Regions from separate parts of the Oryctolagus cuniculus genome. Here region 1 is linked to region 2. Evidence: chromatin contacts called from public Micro-C data. All regions are on one chromosome and are shown on one strand. Each heading gives the region's core, a stretch centred on a gene start, on an enhancer-like site or on the middle of the called end of the contact. The rest is flanking DNA. Distances are from core to core; before and after follow the strand shown. Region 1 has its middle 650 kb from the start of ZNF608. Region 2 holds the start of ZNF608 (zinc finger protein 608).

Evidence for each region. Hi-C and Micro-C count contacts between places; a contact is called where the count stands out from the background.
Region 1: a contact with region 2 is called in a Micro-C map of ear pinna, with 6 times the contacts expected there. The contact joins the enhancer-like site here to the promoter of ZNF608 in region 2. A contact is called at or near these places in 2 of 6 Hi-C or Micro-C datasets (ear pinna and skin fibroblasts).

What each region holds. Positions count from the first base shown.
Region 1 is chr6:14,921,614-14,926,416 of mOryCun1.1, forward strand. No RefSeq gene overlaps it. Among named protein-coding and RNA genes, the nearest start is that of ZNF608, 650 kb to the left of the region's middle. Within about 2 kb of position 2,113, at least 4 of the 8 cell types and tissues checked have an H3K27ac peak or open chromatin away from gene starts, as enhancers often do. A contact at or near this core is called in ear pinna, where this site is marked.
Region 2 is chr6:14,274,010-14,278,296 of mOryCun1.1, forward strand. It overlaps ZNF608 (zinc finger protein 608), which reads right to left and starts at 1,884. Exons shown (of 10, transcript XM_070076059.1): 1 at 1,764-1,884; 2 at 1,516-1,675. The coding sequence starts at 1,557.

The DNA of each region.
Region 1 (4,803 bases), core at 863-3,362, 650 kb after region 2:
AAGGGCACTGTACTTGGAGCTGTCAGAAGGCACCAGAAGAAACCATATATACTGGTTGTGGTTTAAAAATCAGCAGCCTTGGTGTAATTCATCATCTTCTGCAAATTTTACCATTTGTTGACTGTAAAACTTTTAATAGTGATTGGTTCCAGTAGTTAAAAAAAAAAAGAGGAAAACACGTTTGATCTAACTGAGGATAAAACATGATTTAAGAGAAGTCAGGACATGGGGAGGAAGTGAGAATAAATTTACTGTTCAACCACTTTTCATTAACTAAATAATTAGTACCACAGAGCTTCAGGGTGTGTGTGCCACAGGACACAGGAGTCAACCAGGGAGGAAGGACTTTATTGTTCTTGGGATTTTATTATCAAATGCCATACATTTATTGAAAGGCCAGGTATGAAGGCCCCACTACTGCCACATTAGATTACGCTTTCCTTTTCTTAGTAACTCAGCAAAAATCTTTTAGGTAAGAAATTCTGCTTGTTGACTTTGAAGGTTACATTAACCCTGAGAAATTAAGTCATGCATATCCCTCAATTGTAACATCCAGTAGGTACAGTTTTTTGTCTTCTAGTCTTATGAAACTCCAACTAAAAATGGAATGACAAATAAAAATGTATTACATATGCATAGAGATCCATTAAAAAGTTTTCTCTAAATTTGATTTTTAAAAATCACCCAACTACCAAGGTCATGACTATAGCAACCAAAAGACTGGATTCCAACAGTTGCATGGGTTTCGCTGGGAAGTCAACTGGGGCATCAGAGATTAAAGCAATGATTTAGAAAACGTAAAGGCCTGGTGGTAGATTGCCACTTTTCTTTCCTCTTTTCCATTCCAGAGTGAAAGGGAAACAGCAATAATGTTTTCAACTTGAAAAAGAGGTTTTTTTTTTTGTTTTTTGTGTTTTTTTTTTGTTGTTTGTTTGTTTTGTTTTGTTTTGTTTTTTGGTCTTGGAAATGTATGTCAACTATGGGGGAGGGGAATTTCACCCGGGGGCAGTTTACACACAAAGCTGTAAGCACACGGGAACAGTCATCAAAATGAGGTCCTATCCACAAGAAACCTGGTCGGCACCTGCCATGTGCCAGCCCCTCCCCCACGCCACATTCCCAGTTGCATGTCCAAGGGGCTGTCTTGAGTAAGGGACGGAGGTCTTCGGTTTTCTGACTGTGCCAAGGAAAGACTTATCCTGTGCCAGCACTCCTTCTGCCACCCTCTGGGGAACTGAACTAAAAGCTGAACTTGTCTCCTTTAGGATCAAGAGCGACACCAGTAATTAACACAAGATGTTGTTGCTCCACGGTTTACCTTGTTCCCCATTCTCTCTGCTAATGGGTTCTGCTCATGAACTTCAATCTTAACAACCCTGCAAACGAAGTTATCACCGCTACGCCTACCTATGTAGACAGAGAGAGCAGCGATTTGCTCACGAGTGCCACGCTGGCGAAAGGTAAAATGTGGCATAAAACCTAGAAGCAACCCTGGATCCCATGCCCTCATCCAGTGCACAAAATCTGGCCAGGTCCAAGCAGGACACACATTTTTGATGGCTATGGCGTAGGGGAGGTGGCCACTCACCAGTCTGCTCAGCCAGCTGTTTTCCCTGGGCGTGCAACAGATCGTGTTTAAGGTCAACTGGTTTTCACCTGCCTCGACTCCAGCGATTTACAATTATTTCTTTATTAAGAAAACGCTCAGTGTGTGAATGGTCCCTCTGAAAAAGTGCCAACAGAGAGGCCTTGTCAGTTTTTTGGCAGAGACGCATCTAAACACATAAAAACAAGTTTAAACACCATCATTTATGCATAATTCTTTCTTGGCATCATCCCTCACTTGCCACAATTTGCAGCCAGAAAACACTTATTTCTACTTTCCTTTCTGTAGGAAGAATCCGGCCTTAAGTGGATCTAATTCCTTCCCAGAAGAGAAACAGCCTTGTCAGGACATGGCGGGGGTGCGCTGCGTGCCTCCGAGACATCAAGGTTCCATTGACGGCACAGCTGCGCCGACTCGGAAAGCTGGGGCCCAGCCAGAGCACCGTGCCCACTGAGAGCTGCAGTCTGCAATGATAAACACACAGCTGCCTTCGGCGAGGGCCACGGGCATAATCAATGGCCCCGTCTCCAGCAGAGCCTGCGCAAATCGTGACTGCGATGGCCGTGCGTTGAATATCACACAACGTGTGCCAAGCGGGGAGCTGTCCCCAGGGGGAGGGGAGGGGAAGACAGAGGCCACTGCAGAGAGAGGACCCGCAAGGATCTGCTTTGCCGCTGATTTACTGCCTCGGAGCCCTCTTGCTGCAAAGAGTTCATAAGGCCTGTGATCTGAGTGCTTGCCCACGGGACCACAATAACATTTATCTAGCATAAATTAATGTGTTTCAACCACTAATTCAATTTGGCTGTCTCGTTCCTCTGGTTTTGGCAAAGCCCAGCCCTGCTGTCATTCGGTCACCCGGTGACTCCCACGCAATGGCTGTGTCTGCTAAACAGTCACACTCCACCAGGAACAAAGAGTCGCCATAAAAATACACCTCCCGAGCGCATTTGGAGCTGTGCTAATTGAAACTTCCTCTTTGGAGAAGGCTGATCAAAACCAGCTGTAGGAGTCAAACAGGAACAGATTTCCACATCATAGGGAGAGGCCAGCGGATTCAGCGAGAGCTGCCTGGGAGTCGGGCGGGCATTCCAGCCTGCACAAACGCTCCTAATTGGCTCCTGGCACGTTGCAGAGAGCGTGTGACCCGAGCCCGCAGAGCTGCGGGGACCAGCTTCTCCAGATGACAGGAAGAAAGAACCCAGGACTGCAGTTCTCATAAAATCCACAGCAGTGAGCATTCCCAAGGAACACGTGCGAACCCCCACCAAAGCTCAGGGTGTCAGGAAACGCTTAGGAAGTGGCATAGTGTTCTGGGGACGGCGATCCAAGAGCTGAAGGGTCTTCATTGCTAAGAGCGCCTTTTAAGAACAGAAACAAAACCTCCACCTCGCAGAGGAGCAAACGAAATTCAAGTAAGAAACAAAAACCTGGAGAATCACAAAAAACAAGGACTGCACTTTAAGATCACACACGAGCTGCCCCTTCCTCTTCGGTGCCTTGGGACTTTTCTCTCCCCAGACATAATGGCTGCTTTCTGCCAACAAGCACAGAAGAGAATGCACGCCCCAGTTTAGCAGAAAACGTGCAATAACCATGCATTTTCCCTGTTAGCTTTACTATAAGGCGGTTTGGCCATTGCTAAAGGAAGGAGTCACCAATATGTCAATGGCATAATCCACCCATCAAGTATGTGAAGTTTATTTAATTTAGATAATCAGATTGCCTGGAAATATTATAGGCAAGTTTTTCTTTATATCACTTTAAGTATCATATAAACTAGCAAGGATCGCTGGTCTTTGATTTATTTACTCATCAGTTTAGCATAGTGTCTAGTTTTGTAGCAACGCCACAATGATTCCTACAGATCAAGGGAGGGGAGGGTTATTTAAGTGGATGCTGACAGTGTCATTACACCTCACCTGCAAAAGAGTGCGAGGAATTGTATGTAGCATATGAATGATGATGGCTGTTTTGGAGAATATAATTATAACTCAAGAAATAATAGCGTGAAAGTTGAAAATGTGCTCCGTCTCCCCCTCCTCCCCAAAACACACACGCACACGCACACACACACACACACACACACACACCTCTGGAATGCATTAGGTGGCTATCCACTCCTTATGTGTTTTTTGCCATCGCAAATACAACGTACTAAAACTCACTGGGTTTAAAAGCAAAACTAAACAAAACACCCACATAAAAGAAGAAATTACATGGAGACAAAGTGATGTGACTCTGTGCTGGCCTCATTTTTGTGCTCAAGAACTCACACGGAAGGTTTAACAGAGTGACCTACGACATGGCCTCTGGTGCGTGAGACGTGGGGTTCGGAATTTGTGAGGACAGCGATGGGAAGTATTCCTCAAGCTTCGTGATGGCTCAGATGACTTGTCAGATACTGACTCATCCTCAAGGCATCGTGCGACTCACACTTCAATGCTGTGCCCTTGACTTTACTTAGCTCGTTTGTCCCCGTGCGATAGGCACCGCAGAGTCTGTATTTAGTGCTCTTACAGTGTCAGAGGGTTCTGACGGGTTTGGAAGAATTTCTAAAGACAAGGTTAAATAATGAAAAAATTTAGCCAAACGCAACCACAACATTCTGATCTAAAATGGGGTCTAGGAAGGCAACCATTGACGCAGCTATATTATTTTTTAAAAAATTCAGACATGCTAAGTTCTCATGTGCATTGCTACCCAAACTGAGCTGCAAGTTAACTAGAACATTCTAATAAAAGAATATGCTTCATCTAGAAGTTTCCAACAGTCTTAGAGTTAAAACAACAAAAAACAAAATGACTTCCAGGTTTCGTATAATTGGAAACAGCGGAAAGCAGTCCCCTCAAAAGCAGTCGACAGACTCATTCCTTCCCTTCTGCCTCACCCTTGGCTCAGACCATCTTCCACGTAAGAACTGCAAGGCAGCCGTCCTCAAGACCCAGAGCGCACCAGCCTCTCCGACAGCCGCACAGCGCTACCTCCTTCTTTTACACTGCCGCTGACATGTGACCCAGAGCAGAAGGAGCTAGACAAGCCCAACGCCACAGAAACCCTACTGAGATGTGGGGTGACGTCACACATGTGCAGGTTCAGGAATAAGCAGAGAATTCATCTCAGGCCGGCAGCACTGCAGTCGACAAAACCTGCCCAGTCCTGGGGATGAGATTTAGGAGCTGAGCATGGCCTCTCTG
Region 2 (4,287 bases), core at 634-3,133:
TGTGGTGCTTTCCTCTTTTATGTTGTTTTAAGAAAAAGGAACCGAGTTCCCAGGATAGTCCCTGAGGGAGCGGGCGACGCGGGAGGAGGAGGAGGAGGGCGGCCTGTGTCGCTCCAGCCCATCGGTCATGTGGTAATTCGATAATTAGAGTCAGGAAAAAAAAATCTTTTTTTTTTTTTTTCAAGGCGACCTTTTCCAGGACACTTTTCCCCTCCTGGTACTCGGCCGGTGCGTGTCCCCGCGTGTCTCCTCCTCCTCCTCCTCTTCCTCCTCCCGCCGCCCCCGCCCGCGTCGAGTGGCGCGGAGCCCCGGCTTCGTCTTTTTAATTAGCCGGCGTCGGGAAAGCTAAAAGCAGTAATGAATCGGTGATGGATGGGGAGCGCGGGGTGGGGGGCTCCGCGGGAAGCGCGGGGCTGCGGGCGGGGGCGGCGGGCTCGCGGGGCGGCCAACCACCGCACCGGAGCGGGCCCGCCCGCGTCACGTGCGCGCCGCGGGCTCCATTGGCCGTCGTGAGAGCGAAAATGGTGACAAGGTATCAAGAAAATACTGATCTGGTCTTTAAAAAAACACACACACACACACACACACACACAACCAGTCAGCTGCTGACGGTCTGTCCCCGCGCTCGCCCCCGCGCCGGGGCGGCCCGCACGTGCTGCGGGCTTCCCCCGCACCCACCCGAGCCCCGCACCCACCCGAGCCCCGCGTCCTGGGGTCTGCCCGGGGCGCGGGGAGCCCAGCAGATGTTTTGCAGAAACACCTTATAAACCTTTCCTCAACTTCGCTCCAATTTGTCGGCCGGGGCCGGGGGCTGCTCGGGGGCGTTTGAGGGGCTCCCCACCCCCACACTGCCACCCCACCGCCCTCGTAGGAAACAAAGAACCGTCTCGCGAGCTCCCGGGCCGAGCCCGGGAATAAACACACCGTTGTTACTATTTGTGGGTTTGTTTGGGTTGGGTGGGGCCTTTTTTTTTTTTTTCCTCTCTTCCTTTCTCAATGGTATTTGGAGGGCTTGCTTGCTTTTTTTTTTTTTTTTTAAGAGGTGGAAAAAACGGTCCTCATCACCATTGCACTGGGACACGGGTCTGAGATTAAATTATTGGACACTGGGACGTGGCAGGGGGACAGAGACCCGGCTGGGTCCCCTCCCCCTTCTCCGGGCTCGGCCTGGGGAGGGGGCTGCCCCAGCCGGGACAGCAGAGGGAGGGCGCAGGCGGGCGAGAGGACTGACCCTGTGGCCCGGGACCTGGAGCTGCGTGGCTTCCATCGTCCTGCGGGTTGCAGCCCCGCAAGGGCAGCTCGCTGCAAGTCCCCCCGAGCGCCCGGAGGAGCGGAACTGCGTGAGGTTCAACTCACGCTGCAGCCTCCGCTGGGTAACACGGCTCCCCGGCCCGGGCTGCTGCAGAGGCGCAAGCCGGACCCTGGGGCCAGCTCCGCCTTCCAAGCACTCCCCTGCCTCCAGTCCCCGCTAAGCGCCAGAGAGAGAGAAGAGACACACCACGCAACCGTACTTACGGTCTGTCTGGCACCGAGTTGACCTTTTCCTTCTAACTGCATTGAATGTGTGTGGTGGTGGTGGTGGTGGCGGCCGCTTTATTTTGGAAATTCTAATCTCTTCAACAAATTTATTAGGAAAGAAGATGGACCATCAGAGTGTCACAGACCGTCCTGTGTACTTTTTATAAAAAAAAATGTAAAGTTAAAAAAACAACAACAACAACGAAAAAAATCTTCCCCTCCCTCCCCCTGCCCCCAGTGCCTACACGCGCAACCGGCTTGGTGTGCAGCACCGAAATCTGGGCTGGAACTCAACGCACGCACACGCGGGGGAGCGCAGCAGAGCGAGCTCCCAGCCGCTGTACCTGAAAGGGACTTTTCTTTGTTCGCAGTGCCCTTTCGCATCGGGCCAATCAGAGAGCAGCTTTTATGAAACCGGGCCCTCCGATTGGCCGGCTGCTTTCTCGGGGCTACTGGAGGGGGCCGAGAGACACCCGCGTATAAAGCACACCCTGGGCGCGGGTGGGGTGCGCCGGGGGGGTGGGCTGTGCAGACAAAGCGCTTTCTTTTCCAACCAGATCGGGGGTGAGGAACCTCCCGCAGGAAGAGAAAAAAAAATGACTGCCTCATTCACAGAAAACACTTATTTATTAAAACACAGCTCCAACAGGCTGCGAGGCCAGGCTGCCGGTAAATGCAAGGGTGAGGGTGTGCAGGACGCAAAACGCGGTCGCTCGCGGGCAGCGGGAAGCCGAGGAGCGGCGAGCGCCCGGGGGCCGGCCCTTCCCGGCTCCGGGGGCTTGTAGCCCCGGCTCCCGACACGGATGCTGCGAGTCGCGGCTCGGGCCTCGCACCCTCCCCCACCGCAGGGTCCAGCCTGCAACTCCCCCCCCCCTTTTTTTTTTTAACTCGCTGATTAAATAAGAAAAATCGATTCGGGGGTAGAGGCGGTGGTTGGGGGAACCAGTAACCCTTTTGTTGCCAGGCTCCTGGTCCTCGAGCGCTGGCAACCATTGCAGCGCCACTCTGGGAAGAGATTTTCCCTGAACAAGGCTTTTCCACCTGGTCTTAGGCGGCTCCAAAAAAAAAAAGGCTGAAAGATAAAATAAAGCCCCAGCCAACCGAATTAACGCCAAAGGCCAGGATTATTTTTTTTTTAAATGAAAATCGATGGGTGGTAGAGAAATATTCTAGGCAGATTAACCCCTTAGACAAACCCAGGTGGCAATTTTTCAGTCGCCCTATCCTCGCCCCCAGATCTGTAACCCTATCTCGGGGTGGGGGTTAAGTCCTGGAAAGACCGGGACTGCAGCCCCTAGACAGGGAACTTCCTCTGGATTTATGGTGGGAGGAATGCCAGCAGCCGAGTTAATGGGACTGTGAGGTCACAGGATAAGAGAGGTTAATATGAAATAACAAGTTGAGCATTTTACTGTAATAGCTGTTCCAAGGGTACCTAAGCTAACGTGTTTATATATTTTAAACCTTTAGACCACATTTTAAATATTTCATTGCAATTTCCCATTCTTTTCTTCGGGAGATGGAATGTGGACATCTTAAAGCCAGAAAGTGCTGCGAATTTAATCAAAGGCATCAGGATCCCAGGTTTTGAAGGGGCGGGTACTGCTGGGACGGTAACTTCCACGGGACAGTGGAGGTGTCTACCTCACAGGGACACACAGAAGGCGTCAGTGCTGCCAGAAGAGGACCTGTGACTCCCGTGTTCAGCTGTGACTTTGTGGATGGTTATGTCTCGTATCTTAAGCAATGGCTACTGACTCACCTCTGAGCTTTCTATATATTTAGTCCATAAAAAAAATTGCCAATTAGCTGTTTCACTTCCTTACATGAACTAGATTTGACATCACAGGTTGTTACAAACAGCAGTCTCCAGCCTTTATTGGGGTATTTAAACCAGAGGAACACCATCTATAGGTCTTTAGATCTCCCCCAAGTCTATCTGTATTCAAATCAAAGCTGTACATTAAATGAAAGGGGACAAATCAGGTATCTGATATCCACTTATCCTTCATTTTAACTTTGATGTTTGTTTTATGTTCTGGTGTGCCCAGGTTTTTACATGCATGCATGGCCCATTGATGATAACAAAGCACCATATGGTGGTATTTTTTTTTTTTTAACTTTTTTCTTTGAGAAGACTAGTTTCTCAAAGGACCAGATCACTCTTGGGCACTTCCTGAGTCCCTGGGGTGTCATCTACATTTCAGCCTTTGGAAGCCGATGGCTACTCCATATGTTATACTAGTTTAGAAAAATCAATGACTGGCTCTTAAAACAACAGGACTTCAAAGGGCATTTGGAAAAAAAAAAATGAGACCTAGTGAAGTTGGAAAAGGGCCTGCCACATAGATTTAATATAACTACAACCAAGCCATGTCCTCTATACCCAGTCTGATCTCCCCAGACCCCAAACATCACACCTCTGCATAAACCCCACTGGCCAAAACTGCAGGACAAGTACACAACTCCAGCCCGTCTTTAACCCAAACCACTTTGATAAAAATCAAAGCATTCCCTTCCATTCCAGCATCTAGGATCTCCACTTACACCCCATCCCCCACTCTCCGGCCTCCCAAATTCTTCCAGGAGAGTTTTGAATAAACCAGAGTTGTTCCGCTGGCTTTGCCTGTGTGTGTGTTTTGTTTTGTTTGACAAAGGGGCCAATCCAGAGGCATCAGAGGACTACCAGCTAACTGATGACTGAAACCAAGATAATTGACAGCCAGCTTTGAAAACCGGAGCTGCTCCCCCCTCACAGAATGGGGAGGC